Regions from separate parts of the Mus musculus genome. Here region 2 is linked to region 1. The links are chromatin contacts, called in public Hi-C maps. All regions are on one chromosome and are shown on one strand. The core of a region is the stretch at or near the end of the contact, and the rest is flanking DNA. Distances in the headings are between cores, read along the strand shown. Region 1 has its middle 70 kb from the start of Gm38537. Region 2 has its middle 8.5 kb from the start of Gm22798.

Region 1 (7,446 bases), core at 1,852-4,351:
TGCTGTTTAATCCTTTGTTTTTCTTTGCTTTCCCACATTGGGCTGAGTCAGGATGGCATTTTCACGGCGGCCACCCACCTCCTCAGTGAAATCTTGCCTAGATCTGAGCACACGTTCTTCTCCCCGACAAAGTTGTCCTAGAACCGGAGACCGACCGGCAACTGACAAACTGGAAGAGTAACCTCTGGATTTATGCCCAGAACTTCTGGACTTTGGCATTGGTGAGCCCCTTAGAATATGAATGACACTTACGTCAAGGGGCTAGGAGCAGAAAGGGGCCAGGGGGCTGGGGGTCCAGCTTTTGAAGACTCCTCATTACTGTCAAGCCCTGAGATCTCTTTACTATACTCCATTCAGGGTCGACAGGTTCAGTTTTGGACTCCTCCCCTCTGGCTCTGAGCTTGTATTTCTCACAGCAAAAGCCCTGTCCTTCCTAAGTAGCTGTACCATCTCCATGGGGAAAGGAAGATTCTCCATCTTAGATAGCCAAGCTGTTATCCATGGGAAAGAGGTGCTGGTTTGTGTCTCCCTTGCGCAGAGGGGCCCCTTTCTCTGAACCTACCTTCCCCAAGGGCCTTAACATGACAGCCATGCTTCTTCCAGGGCAACCCTGGCCATATGAGAGCCAGATCTTCTGGGGAACTCTCTAGTCCAGTGATCCTCAACCTGAGGGTTGCAACCCCTATAGGGGTCTCATATCAGATATCCCGCATATTATCAGATATCCCACATATTAGATATCTACATCATAATTCATAACAGCAGCAAAATTACAGTTATGAAGCATAAACAAAATACGTGTATTGTCGGGGGTGGGGCACTGCAACTATATTAAAAGGTCTCAGCATTAGGAAGGTTGAGAACCACTAGTCTGGTCCTTTAGTTATGGGGGCTGCTCTTTTGGACTACAAGCTTCCCGGAACTCCTACCAGTTTTCTAGTTGGGTGAACTTGGGCTAAGTTCTCTGATGGCTTAGCATCTAGCTTCTCCATCCATTAAAAAGGGGACAGTGCTAATATCTACCTTAGGGGGAACAAACAAGTTGGACAGTTAAAGCACGGAGGACAGAGCCGGATTAGTCACTACTGGTGTTATGAGATATAGTGTCCACGCAGAGGGCAAACACTTAAACATGCAGCATGAAGCGACGGGTTCATGGCCCTTGAGCCCTGCAAGGTATGAGCTGGGGCAGGGCTCACTTCCCGTGCGGTCTCTCTCCTTTTGGTGGGTCAGTGAATGAGTGTCAAACAGTCTGACGTCTCTTCTCCATCCATGGGAAAGTGAGTGCATCTGTGTGTGCACTCCTGGGGCCAGATTCGTCCCTGTCACCTGCCATCCTTCCAGCCCTCTTTCCAGATACCGCTGGGCTAATGATTCCAAAAGCACAAACTGAGATCCAACCTCTCTGCTTATGACGCTCGCTCACCACTTGACGTTTATTCGTTTGCGAAACCCTAGGGACCCAGGTGGCCATCACTGGGCCCATCTTAACAGATGAGAGAATAGAGACTTAGACCATTCTGTATCTCTTCTGGAATTAAATCATTGCTATAAGCAGGGATCCAGTATAGGCCTACCCCATGCCCTCTGAGTTGTTGTCCCTGATCCTTAGGAAATTGGCTTAGCTTTACCTGTGCTCCTCTGATTAAAACTCCTCACTGCCCCATGTGTACTGTGACCTGGCCTTATCATCATGCCCTTGCCTCTGGGGCTGGATCTTGGCAATTCCTGCTGCCCCTATCTACAATGCCAAACTGCCTAACTATTATTAAATTTTTAAATCAGTTCAATTCTTAGTTGCCCTGGGAACTTGTCTTCCCCTTTCCCTTTCCAAGCACGGAGGGCTAGTTAGGAGCCTCTCCCTGTCTTAGGTAGGGTTACTATTGCTGTGATGAAACACCGTGACCAAAAACAAGTCGGGAAGAAAATGGCTTATTAGGTGTCTGCTCCATTGAAGGAAGTCAAGGCAAAAACTCAAATAGGGCATGAAGCTGATGCAGAAGCCATGGTAGGCTGCTGCCGACCGGCTTGCTCCCCATGGCTTGCTCAGCCTGCTTTCTTATGGAACCCAGGGCCACCAGCCCAGGGATGGTACCACCTGCAATAGGCTGGGCCCTCCCCATTCAATCACTAATTAAGAAAATGCTCTATGGACTTGCCCACAGCCTGATCTTATGGAGGTATTTTCTTAGTTGAGGTTCCCTCCTCTCCTCAGTTGACTATAGTTTATGTCAAGTTGACATAAATCTAGCCAGCGCACTCCCTGTGCCTTTTTAGCCTACCCCAGCCATTCCCATGGGTCCCTGTGTGGTCTCTGCGGAAGAGCACGCGCCACGAACAATGTCGAAGATATTGAGCGTTACAGAACATGTGAGTTCTGTTCTGCTTTCATGCTCATAAATCCCATCTTTCCCAGCACAGATCCAGCAACTTCCAGGGAAGCTAGGCTACCGAAGAGAGCTCTAGGGGGAAGGCAAGGTAAGAGTCTTCCCAGCTGTGGGGAAGATGCCTGGTTTCACTGAACGTTCCACAAAGGTCTTCGGATTCAGCCTGAGGACGGTGTAAGTCCACACTTCAACACCAGGGAGCTGGATGGATGCTGGGCCACGCTCTGGGATCCCTGTGCCAGCTGCTCATCTGGGAGGCAGCTGGAGCAAGCAATCTGCGCAAGGACCCATGGAACTAAAGGGCAGACAGAGCACAGGATTGGAAACGGCGGCTCATGGTTTGGGGCAGGTCTGGAGCCCATTTGACAGCCCTCAGAAGGCTCACTGGGGGCCGGCTGGCCTTAAAGTCCCTTGAGCTCCTGTCAGGAGTATCTGGGCTGCTGCATGCACCTGCGTCGCTGCTGAGACAGGAAGTGATATTTTCAGAGCCTTTAGCCACCACTCCTCCCAAACCTCAAGACCCTTTTTGATGATGCTTTAAATGTCATGTGTATGGCTGAGAAGAGAAGAAACCCAGGTGTGAGCCTGTGTTACTGACAGGACAAGAGTCACTTGGTAATATCACAGGAAGTCACGCTGTCAAAATAATAGAGAAGGTGGTGTCTAGCTGGGGGGCCACGCCTTATAATAACTGTACTTAGTACAGAGACGCTTCCGCTGCTTCTCCAGCTCTGTGGTTCCCTCTGAGGTAGAGCCCAAGGCTGGGGGCAGGGTAGGACCCTGGGGCCTACTCGTCAGACATGCTTGCTGTTGGCACAAAGCACAGAACTGAGCTGAAAGGCTCCTTGTCTGGGAGTAGCTGCCTAGGCCGCAGCCGGTTACACCTGACACAAAACCTACTTTTACGTTGTTCTTGCCTAAACGATTTGTCTTCGTGGAGGGTCATCTCCACACAACAGCAACATCTGGGAGCTTGAACCTTGGCCACATCCTGCCTGTTCCCCCCGCCCCCCGGCAAACATACCCTTCTTTTACATTATTATTATTTTTAAGACAGGGTCTCACATGTTCCAGGCTAGCCTTGAACTTGCTATCAAGGATGCAAGGATTGCTATCAAGTCAAGGATGGTCTTGAACTTGACCTTCCTGCCTCCATCTCCAAGGTGCTAGGATTACAGGTATGAACCACCACACAGTCCATGCAGTGGGGGATTGAACTCCATGCATTAGGTAGAGCTGAGCTCCTGAGCTGGGCACTCGGCCTATCCTGTCTTCTATCCACAGGTGCTCACAGTCTGCTCTCCAGGACATGGATCTGGTCCAGTACCAGGGACAGGAAAGAGTCCTACAGACGCTAGCTGGGAGGATAAGTAGAAGCTGAGCCGTTGCTGGGCTCTGTTTCTCTACGAATTTGTATGGGGAGCCTGTGGAGGGGCTCCCAGCTTGTCTGTTTCAGGTCTCAGGCTGGAGAGGGTGTGGGTGGCCGAGGACCTTTGCAAGCGAGGCAACCCAGATACTGCAGCAAGAAACAGCGGGCCCCTCTCAGTTCTTCATGGGAGTTTCTGCCTCTAATTTATGTTTCGGGTCCCACCCTACTTCTCAGCCTCCTGCCTGAAGGCCCACCCACTTGACAGATTGACTGTCACAGTCAGCTGCTTGTTCAGCTGGGGACTGCCAGGCCCAGGTGGCCTTTCACCTTGTCTGGGGGCATAGTTCCTGTTTACCCTAAATTTAAGTCTACAGCGCCAATCCCAGGCAATCCACTGGTCTTATGGCTGCGCATTAAAAAGTATGCATATCACTCCTCCCTGTTATCACCCAAACCTTCAACCTGGCTGACCTCTCTGCCTTCCGTGGCTAAGTCGAGTTTGCTCCCACTCTATGGTCCTTGTCCTACCTTGCAAGACATTTCCTCCAGCTCCTATCCTTCTCAGTTTTGTTTTTTAGGACACCTGCCACCATCCACTATGCTTCTGTTTCCTTATGTGTCTTCTGTCTGCCTTCTCACAACTGAGGACCCCATGGGACCCAAGAGTGTGAGTGTGACCCCTGGTAGGAGCCCAGTCAGTACACTTTCATATTCAAAACACTGTCTTCCCCTCCACTACTTGCCTGAAAATGCACAACAGCCATCCAAAAGCTCTTCGAAAAGTTCAAAGACACCAGAGCTTTGAAGAGAAAAGGTCTTCTTTATTTTCTCTCTTGCCAAGCTGTGGGGCTGGGGCAAGGCCTTTGCTTTGTGCTCCTCTGTAGAGGAAGAGAAGCGAGATTAGTCTCCTCTGGGCCGAAGAGAGCTCCAGCCTTCTCGAAGGACAGGGCTGCTTGCGTGTGACAAGGATCCCCTGCACAGTGGCTGCTCACAGCTCTGTGTGCTTACCTGCCACAGATTTGGTGGCAGATAAATGTACTACCGTGCATTAAACAGCTGCTGTACACAACTAGGCCTGTGGGCTTTCTGATGTCTCATAGCTTCTTCATCCTTGCAGACAGTTGATGGGCGGGAGGCCTCTTAGGTGCTGTTAGTACATGCTCCCTCCCGAGTTTCAGCCCATGCCTATGTTGTTCTTCATGGGATGCTTTAGCAAGCATCAGCCCATTTTGAAATGATTGTGTAGGTCAGACAGGTTGTGGGGGTCAAAGGTTATAGCCAGACAACCTGAGGAGGAGTGCGTGACCCTTACCTGAGAGTGAACTATTAGGCCAAACTCTAAACCCCAAGGGTCGGTGTTCTCCCTGTTGGAGGGGGAAGGCCAGCCCAGGGTGCCTCTGTGTTCATCTTAACATTTTTCCTATAACCACCTCCGCAGCTACACCATTTAGCCTCTGCTCCGGCCATCCACGCCCCTCACCCCTTCCCTCTTCATTTCTCCATATGCTCTGCTCTCCCCCCCCACCCCCCCACTCCCCACCCAGGCTAATCTCACTGACCTTTCTGCTGGCAGCTGGGAATTAACATCAATTAGAGACTATTTACCAAAAGGACTATCTCTAGTTAATTAATGAGAAAGAAGTTAAGTTAAAGTGAGCAGGCTAGACTGATGCCATGACAGGTTTCAAATTGGCAGTTCAGGAGACAAGGCCTAAATCTCTATTTCCAAGAACTGGGCAAGTTCACACCTCAGAAGCTGCCATGCCACCTGGCCTGAGGCAAGGACAATGGGTCAGCAGCCATTTTCAGACCTCCTCAGTTACTTCCACAGCGACAGTTTCCAGCCCCCAAGCCCTGGCAATGGATTGTCCCTAGAGATGCAGCAAGATATAGGTTACATACCCTGAATCCCCTAATGTGCTTTAAATCAGGCCTGCGAGCTCATTTGGTTGTCTCTCTATCTCAGTAATGGGAGGCCCCCAGCATGCTGGACTTCTGCAGAATAAAACACTCTTTGCATTTACATACTATTTGAGTCCGGAGTATCCTTCTCCAGTGAACCATTGACCCTTACAAAAGGACTTTTTGACTTTGACTTTTTGTTACTGGGTAACGTCAACCGTTGTCAGTCTGGAGGTGCTGATGCAAAACAGAGTGAAGCCCTTGTGTTGTTAACATGACATACTCCAGTGTCTGAGGACTCACCTAATGACTGCTGCAACCACCAATCTAGGCAGAGTCCCGTAGGCAGCAACCTGGGTCACTAGCAATTGGTCTTAGCTTTGACAGCATCAGCTGGTTACTTAATTCATTAGCCGCTCTCCAGAACTGAGTTTGTAGCTCAAACTTGTTTCTTCCCCCAAATTCACCAAATTCAACAACACCCTCCTTACTCCCCATGCCAGTTCTGTTTGTTTTTTGTTGTCACAGGTGCATAGTTTTACTTCCGGTGCCCAGCCTGTCTGATCTATAACCTGGGTCACCTTTTCCCTACCCTCATACCACTGGCTCAGACTCCGTGCTTCAGCTTCTTCTCTCACTCAGTCAGGTCTTCTAGAGGATTCCAAACACTGCCTGTCTCTGCAGTGTGGCCTGAGTTAACGTACAGACAGAATTAGGAATGCTCTTCTCTCCCTCAGAATTGTCCTCGTCCTCATTTTCAACATCTTGAAACTGGCTGGGATGCTCGCCCCCCCCCTCCCCCAAGCCTCTCACCCTATAATCTAGCCATGGGTTTGTTCTTATTACTGTCGGTTTGGGCTTCTGTTTTCCCCTCTACCTGCCTTCCCTAGCTATGGAAATCCGACCCTTCATTCAGTAACAAACACAAGAGCCACCTCTTCCAGGAAGCCCTCTGGGAAGCCTCCTAAGAGAAGTCAGTTGCTTGGTCTTCTGTCCCCTCAGCCCTTCCTCGGCATCTTCAGGCATCAGTCAGGCGTGTGTTGGTCTGGCCACTCTGCTGGCTGCCAGATCAGAGGACAGGAGTGCTGCTCTCATCTCCAGTGTCAACAGATTGGCTCTTAACTTGCCCCAGGCCTGGGCTTATCTGATAGCCTTGTGGCCTCAGTTCGGAGATGTCCTGCAGTCCTTAGTCGCCCCCCCCCCCCCACCTTCCAACGCACCACCCCCCCTACCCCTTCAGAGGGTGTCGAGGTTTCCCTAGAAACTGCCACTTCAAAGCCACAAAGGAAAAACAAAAATCTAGCTAAATCAGGCAAGGCGGCTTCCTTCCGAGGATGCCTTCCTGTGCTCCTGCACCTGTGCGTGGCCTCCGGTCAGATTTTGACACGAACCAGCAGTTGCACTCAGAATCACCCAGGGGAGGTAAGGGTGCCCAGAGCAGGTCGACAGAGAGCTGACTTCTGCCCCCAGCCCCTCTTGGGAGTCCTGACTGGAATGGTTCCCTTCTTAACTGCCTTGAGGGTGTATGGTAGTTCTGCCACCTGGAGGGTGTGTCTTTCCCTATAGGCCAGAAACACTTTAAATCCTCACTCTGCCCTCTAGAGTGACCTGGTGCTTAATTTTCAATTTTTTTTTTTTTTTTTTTTTAGCGTTGATGGGGCTAGAATAATCCAGGGCTGACAGTTCTGCCCCCGACCTACCTCTGCAGGCTACAGGCTTTCTTTTCTACTTTTAAATTTTCCAGGTGCCCCGGGTTGCTCTTCCCAGTGGGAGTCCTGCCTTAAATCC
Region 2 (7,446 bases), core at 3,414-5,913, 340 kb after region 1:
AGAGAGAGAGAGAGAGAGAGAGAGAGAGAGAGAGAGAGAGGGAGAGAGAGCAAGCAGGCACACACAGAGAAAAGGACCTCCTGTAAAGCTGATAGGGGGTGGGGCACCTGGAATTCCAGAAGCTGAAAAATCCAGTCTCCTCTCAGGGGAGGGAGTTTTTAAGTCTCTGAACACTTTTCCTCGCTAATGTAGGGTCGGTCAGTTTGAAGAAAATAGGAGGGTTTATTGGCCCATAATAGTTGTGTAGCATGTCCTGATCTGGCCTCCAACTTGCTGAGTCAGGGTATCAGCAGGGAGACTCTTGGTGGGTGAAAAAAGCCTGCAAGCCCTTTGTTTTAAACTGCCTCAGTCCAGATCAGGGAAGAAGGCAGCCATCTTGGGAGTACCCCCCACCCACCCACTTTATTGCCCAACCCTTCCCCTATCTGTCTACCAAGAAATTTCTCATTCCTTGTCTCTCGCTTTAACCCAGAGCTCAGCAATGAGGTGGTCTATCTGTCCAGCCTTTGCCTCTCTCTCTCCCCGCTTCCTGAACACTGGGATTGTAGGAAGTTGTCCTTCTCCTTCCAGCTCCTTCTGTCCCAAGAGTTCCGGTGATCCACACTCCACTCTTTGCACTTACACAGCAAGCACCTTACCCACTGAGCCATCTCTCCAACCAATGTGCAGCTTGTGTTGGGATTTCATTCTGCAGATGTGATTGATCGGATCACTAGGCATACATAAGGTTAGGCTGCAGCCATGACCAGGCCACTCTGAGCCCCAGCCCTCTGCTTACATGGCTGGTTTTTCTCGCATGGCCAAGCTCCATCATAAGCAAACTAGGGTCTCAATGACGCATCACCCTTTGTTCTAAATCCAGGAAGAATCTGAGAAGCCACTGTGTTCTGTTGAGGTTGGAGCTTCCTACGCTGCTGCTATGGCTGTCACAGTGAGAAACATGACATCACGTGGTGTTCCTGTCTCCTGATCTACCTCTAATTCACCTGCGTCCCGTCCCCTCTCTGCCCCTACCTTTCTCCTTCACCTACCAGGTTTCCCTGTAGCTCTTACTTCCCCACCCCCAACCCAGAGTTCTAAGATAGGGACACTGCTCTTTGCTCTTGCCTTGCCTGGATTTTGAGTCACCTGATCTGTGTCCTCTGAGAGAGGACAGTGAACTATTCACCCAACCCATGCCCAACAACCCCTCATCCCACATACATGGTCCCACATACATGCCATGGTCCAGGGGCTGCTTCCTTGGGTTATCCGTTCCCATCTCCATCACACCGTTATCTGTAAGACCCTAGAGCAGATACCCAATAGAGTTTGTGGAAAGCATATACAAAGGGAGGAGGGAGGAGACACAGGCTCAGCAAGCAGATCAGGCAGGAATAGCCCCCACTGCGTCATGAGGAAGGGGAAAAAAAGACAAGAGGAAGGGTATAAGACAGGGGCCTTCCTGCAGAGCTCAGAGAGGCCAGGCCCCTCTTGACCAGCAAGAGCCAGCTCTAGCATGGCCTTGTGGAGAGACCAGGGACTGTGACATGTCAAGGTTAACGTTCGAAAACAGAACTGTAGAGGAAAGATGATAACAACAGCGACAGCCTGGCCCCCGACCTCTCCCCTTTGCAGACACTGAGCAGGAAGAGCACTGAGCCAGAATGGGGAAACAACTCTTGCTGAGTTGGAGAGTCTGTCGTCATGGAGACAGGGACACCTCTTGCTTCTCTCAGCCTCTGATATGCAGTTCAGGGTGGTTTCATATCAGGCGGACTTGGATTCGAGTCCTGATTGTCAGTTGTGAGCTGTGTGATGCGGGTTGAGTTCCTTAATCTTGCGGAGCCTGTTTATCTTGTGCTCAACGAAGACAATGGTACCTTGTGCATCTGTCATGAAGACTGGGGCAGTGTCACGTGGAGTATCAAGAACATTCCTCTTCCTTACCTTGCCTTCTGGCCCTGGTATCTCTGCTTCTCCAGTTCCCAGTACCCTGTCTTGCACCCTGAACTGAACCTCCTGCTTCATCTCTTGCTTGACAGTGACCCCACCCTGTCCACCAGTGTCAGAAACACTAGAACAACGAACTGGCTAAAAGTTATCTCTCTACTGCCATCTTGCTTCTTGGTCTTATGGCTTTCCCATAGTAAATACGTGAGTTTTCTTAGAAGTCATTCTACATTTGGCTTGTCAGAAATACTTGGGAACAGAAATGGTTTGTTTGAATTTCAAGTTTTTAATTTTAGCAAACTTGCATATCCGTAATGAGACATCTTGGGGAGGGAGGTAAGATCAAGTGGAATCCTGAACTTTGTTTAATGTTTCATGTACACAGTTGCCCGGTCTCAGGGTCCCTTTGTACAATGTTTTCAGTACCCTTTTGTTTTGACTACAGCCTGTCACGAGAGGTCAGGTGTGGAACTTTCCACTTGTAGTGTCATGTCAGAGCTCAGAAGGCTTTGGATTTCAGAGTTTGCAGTAGGGGTTCACAGACATGCCACCCTCTCTTGTGAGGTCTGTGCAGAGCATGGATGGCTACTGGCTGAGGAATCAGAGGGCACAGAGCTACCTAGAGCAGGTGCTGCCACCAGTTCACCCTTGGCTGCACCTCTGCACAGAGCCTGCTTCAACAGTGGGCACAAACCAGTTCCTCAGCAAGGCCCTAAAGTCCCTGAGATCAGCCTTGGAGGTTCCTTTTCCTGGCTCCAAGTAGCTCCATTTCCTTCCAGGCTTTGTGCGTTGGCACCTCTGCAGGAAGGAAAGATCTATGGTTTGCCGGGGCCCCTGACAGGCAGTCCCGAGGATAATGTATGTCACGTCATCAGAACCACTTTTTCTATATTGGCAGCTGGTGGATGTGATCATGTGGCCTCTGAGAAGGAGGAATGGGAGAGTTAATAAATATCCTTATGGGAACCGACTCTAAGTTCTCATTAAGTGGTCTTGGCTGTTTGTTCTTTCCACTTGATCCTATTTGCCCTTTTCCACATTTGGAAAAAAAATTAGAAAGAGGAGAATGTATACCAAGCATAAAATAATCTATCATAAAACATTTCAGCATTTACAAATGGTAACTCTGGAGCTGTCGAGATGGCTCAGCAGGGAAAGGCTGAGCCAGCATGATCTGAGTTTAGTCTCTCCTACCCACGGGGCAGAAGGATCGACCTGACCCTGCAAGTTGTCTTCTGACCTCCATATGCATGCCACTGCATGGGTGTCCACCCTGTGAATAAATAAATAGACAAAACTTTAAAGATTCTTTTAGAAGGTGAAGTATAGTTTTGTGGATTGTCAGTAGTCACCTCCTGTCTGTCCAGGTGAATAGTAAGTGTACCTTAGCAAAACAAGCCGTGTGAACCACTCTGTGCAAAATCCTCAGATCAAATGAGTTAGGCTGCGAGGGTCCTCAGAGCCTTCTGGAAATACTTTTTCTACAATCGCCTGTGCTCAGATGTTTCTGTGACTTAAATCAAGGTTAACAGGGACCCTGGGCCCCCACTGAGGGCCTACTGTGTGTTAGACATCCAGTGATGTACATACTAACAGCAGTATTTTCACAGTCTCCTGGAGATGGTCCTCTCCAGGAGGACAGGGATCCCACTGGCCCACAGTCCCACATTGCAGAGGATGCTGCCATCCCATAAACCTGTTACTCTGGCCACACACCAATCCTGATGGAGCTCCAGCATTGCCTAGGAAACAAAGCCCCAGGTCACATTTCACACCCTGAACTTGACTCTCCCACTTCTTTCCTTGACCAAACTAATTTGCATAGCATAATCTGAAAGTGTCATATTCCTCCTCCTCTGCCAGCTCTCTGTGCTATACCAGCCTCTGGAGGTCCTTGTGTCAAATGAAAACCATTTAGTTATCATGAAGGAATGGTGCTGTTTCCCTTCGGCATGGAGGACCATGACTTTGGACTTTCTGCTTCAGCTCCTTCACATGCCCTTCCCCAGGTGGCCTGCAGAGAAAGGGGTGGCCCCAGCCCCCCACCTTCATTTGCTCTCACCCACATTTTGAAAGGTGGATGGAGACTGCTTGTCTGTGAGGTTGCATAATCAATTCCAATTACTAATCTAAAACAAGTGGGCAGACAGGTTGACATGAGTCCACGGTAGAACAGTAAAACCACTGGTTAGCACAGAGAGAACCTGCCAGGCAAGCAGGGGGAGGGGGATTATTTAACCAGCATTGGCCAAGGAAGGATTATGGCCTCTCCGGTCCCTTTATAGCAGAAGCACGTCCTGCTTCTGTGCAATGTGGAAATCTGAAAGCCAGCCCATAAACTGCTGCTACTGCCTAAGACAGAAAGTGGCACTAGAAAGACAGAGCTGAGATGACCTCTGAGCCTCCAGGGAGCCAGAGAGCATTTAGTGAGCAGGACACCCTGTCTTAGGGTTTTACTGCTGTGGAGAGACACCATGACCAAGGCAACTCTCATAAGGACAATATGTAATTGGGGCTGGCTTATGGTTTCAGAGGTTCAGTGTCATCAAGGCAGGAGCATGGCACTGTCCAGCCAGGCATGGTACAAGAGGAGCTGAGAGTTCTACAATTTCATCTAAAGGCCACTAGGAGAAGACTGGCTTCCAGGCAGCTAGGATAAAGCCTATGCTCACAGTGACACATTTCCTTCAGCAAGGCCACACCTACTCTAGCAAGGCCACACCTACTCCAACAAAGCCACACCCACTCCTACATGGCCATACCTCCTCATAGTACCACTTCCTGGGCTAAGCATATTCAAACCACCACACAGTCCCTATGGGGTTTTAGGCTAATGTCTCAGACTTTCTATTGAGAGGCTTGTGGAAATAACCCCATTTCTGCCACTCATCCCTTGGAGGGGGTTGCAGTCCTGCAGTCAGTGCTAAAGAGCATACATAGTCCATGGATCAGAGTGTCTGCTTGCCTTTCACCTGAACCTGCCTTCCCAAGCAAGTCTTACATCCAGTGCCTCTGTTTCCTTTCCTTGTCCATGGAAAAGAGGCCGTAGTAGAGCCTCATTTCATGAGATTGTGTTGAGGATGAGGAGGAGAATGTCTGAAATCATTACGCCTGTCTGCAGCACTAGGGGTCATGGATGCGAGGACGCATCCTCATGTGTGTAAGAGGCAGCAAGAGTCACACCACTGGCTTGTTGAGAGGCTTAAATGACCTAAAATTATAAAGCACTTAGAGCGGCCAGCATCTAGGCTGGTGAGTACTCTGTAGCGTGAGTTCACTGGACAGCTCTGCGAAATCTCGTTTAATCAGGTCGACACAGTACAGAGTGATCCTGTAAATGAAGGATGACCCGGGACACTTGTGATTTTGTTCTGTAAACAGATAACATTAACCAGAAAATGACCACTTCTCTTGATCATGTTCTCCCCATCACAGGACTTTCACTAGTGTCACCGAGTGTACTTCATCCAACACTTTACCCAGCTACTCTGCCTATCTGAGTCCTGTCCCTCGGCTTCTCCTCGACAGGGATATGCCCACAGGACAATCTTCTGTGGCTGATCACGAGCTTTTTTTCTTCTTCTCTGTGTGGGTTGGTACACTGGCCATAATCATTTCACAACATTGCCTGGCTAATCATAAGGCTTATCAAATGGAAAACTTAACCACAAATGAGTTGGTTTCATCATATCTTGCAAGGGTGTGTTCATTGTTCTCTTTGGCTTGACTTGATTCCTGCCTCAAATCTTGTAGGATTTTCATGCTGGTAGCTACTATTTATATCTTACATCATTTGGGGCATTTCCTATGAGCTGTGGGCACTCTATATGTGTGCTGTCTGTTAGTTCTCCCTTGGTTAAACTACTGAATGAAAGGACATAAGTACTATGGTTTGAATGTGTTGACAAGACAATCCCTCAATTCACATGTTAAAGCTGTCTGGAGGTGGGGCTTCGGGAGGTAATTGAAATTAGGCCAGATTAGAAGGGAGGATGCCCATGATATGATGGCATTTGTGGCTTTATGACAAGAGGCAGAGGGACCTGATTTAGCATGCTTGCTCTTTCACAACGTGCCATTCTTTCTGTCATGTTTTGATGCAGCAGGCAGATGCTCATGGGATGCAAAGGAGAAGCCGGTATGATAACTTAAACTTCCGGGGTCCAGATTTACAATCCAATAAAACATCCTTACATAAATTATCCCATCTAAGATACGTTCGTGGTAGCAATAGTAAGTAGGCTAAGGTACTAAACACATGAGCTTTGAGATTTCCTTAGCCTCCAGCCCCACAGCTGACCTGGGTGTTTTTGGCAATGGAGACTCCAGAGAAGCAGAGGAGCTTGGTCACTCTGCTGGAAGTCCTCTGTGGAGCACTGGATTGTGTGGTAGATTTCACCAGCTAGAGAATTGCTGAGATGTCATGGGGAAGGATCATTGGAATGGTTGACAGTCTGAAAGTGCCAGACAGGGAAGCATCAAATGATGTCCTTTGCTTTGAACATAGAATAGGAGAATAGCTTGAGAGTTTGACCTAAACGAGGAAGAAAGATTTATTCTGGCTTATGGTTTCTGAGGATTCTACTCATCAAAGTGGGGAGTGCATAGTTGACTGGAACAATTCAATGACAGTGAGGACAAGCAGGTCCAGGCCATGAAGAAGGGCTTCACTGCAGGATTAGTCTTGTTTTAATGACTTTCTAAATGGACAGTCACTTCAAGTGGTGTTGTGGACACTAGGCTGTAGACAGAACATGTTCTCAAAGCTACATTTGAAGCACTGACAAAAACCACAGAGGTAGAAAAGATAGGCAAGACAGTACAAGTAAGAACTGGGAGGCTGAAAGGCCAGAGGCAGGGCAATGTTCAAGAGCGGTGTCATGGGAGGTGATCAGTTGCCTGAAAAGCTGAAAAGGTAGATTAGCATCTAGGGACTCAGCCACCATGCAGGTCTTCACAAGTGACTTAGCCTCAATCTGACCCAGTTTCCGTGTGTAGAGTGAGAATCATGGAAGTGCCTACTAGACAGGGTTACTCTGAGGAATAAATGATAGAGTGCATATGCACAGATTGTCCCTTGGTACACAATGAAGACCCACCACAGTTAGGTGGTGGTGATGACAATGACAATGGTGATCGTTGTTGTCTTAATGTTCTGGAAATGGTGGAGACTGAGCATGGTATTCCCTTGTTTTATAACACATATTCTGATATGTAACTCACAAAGACGAGACATTTGTTGGGATCACGGTTTCGGACGTTCCTGTTGCTTGGACACTATAGTTAGGTAGCATATTGTGTCAGGAGGATGTAGAGGGGGAAACCCATTCATTGCTTTGCTAGGGAGCAAAGAGTGGAAGATTGAGGGAGCAAGAGTCTTTCCAGTCAGTCTGGGGACAAGTCCACATTGATGTGAAGTTCTCCAACTAGGCTCCAAATCTTATAGTCTCTACCTCACCTTAATAGTACCATTGGGACCAAAGCAGGAACCATGAACCTTTTGTAGAGAGCCAA

Evidence for each region. A called contact is a pair of places that touch in the nucleus more often than the background predicts.
Region 2: a Hi-C map of centrocytes shows a contact between it and region 1, with 1.9 times the contacts expected there. The contact joins two enhancer-like sites. A contact is called at or near these places in 4 of 484 Hi-C or Micro-C datasets (bone marrow-derived macrophages, brown adipocytes, centrocytes and 1 more), 1 of 115 datasets of contacts at active chromatin or transcription factors (large pre-B cells) and 1 of 9 other capture datasets (embryonic stem cells).

The regions. Positions count from the first base shown.
Region 1 is chr3:52,393,435-52,400,880 of GRCm38.p6, forward strand. No RefSeq gene overlaps it. Among named protein-coding and RNA genes, the nearest start is that of Gm38537, 70 kb to the right of the region's middle. Within about 2 kb of position 3,102, at least 70 of the 459 cell types and tissues checked have an H3K27ac peak or open chromatin away from gene starts, as enhancers often do. A contact at or near this core is called in centrocytes, where this site is marked.
Region 2 is chr3:52,727,513-52,734,958 of GRCm38.p6, forward strand. No RefSeq gene overlaps it. Among named protein-coding and RNA genes, the nearest start is that of Gm22798, 8.5 kb to the left of the region's middle. Within about 2 kb of position 4,664, at least 9 of the 459 cell types and tissues checked have an H3K27ac peak or open chromatin away from gene starts, as enhancers often do. A contact at or near this core is called in centrocytes, where this site is marked.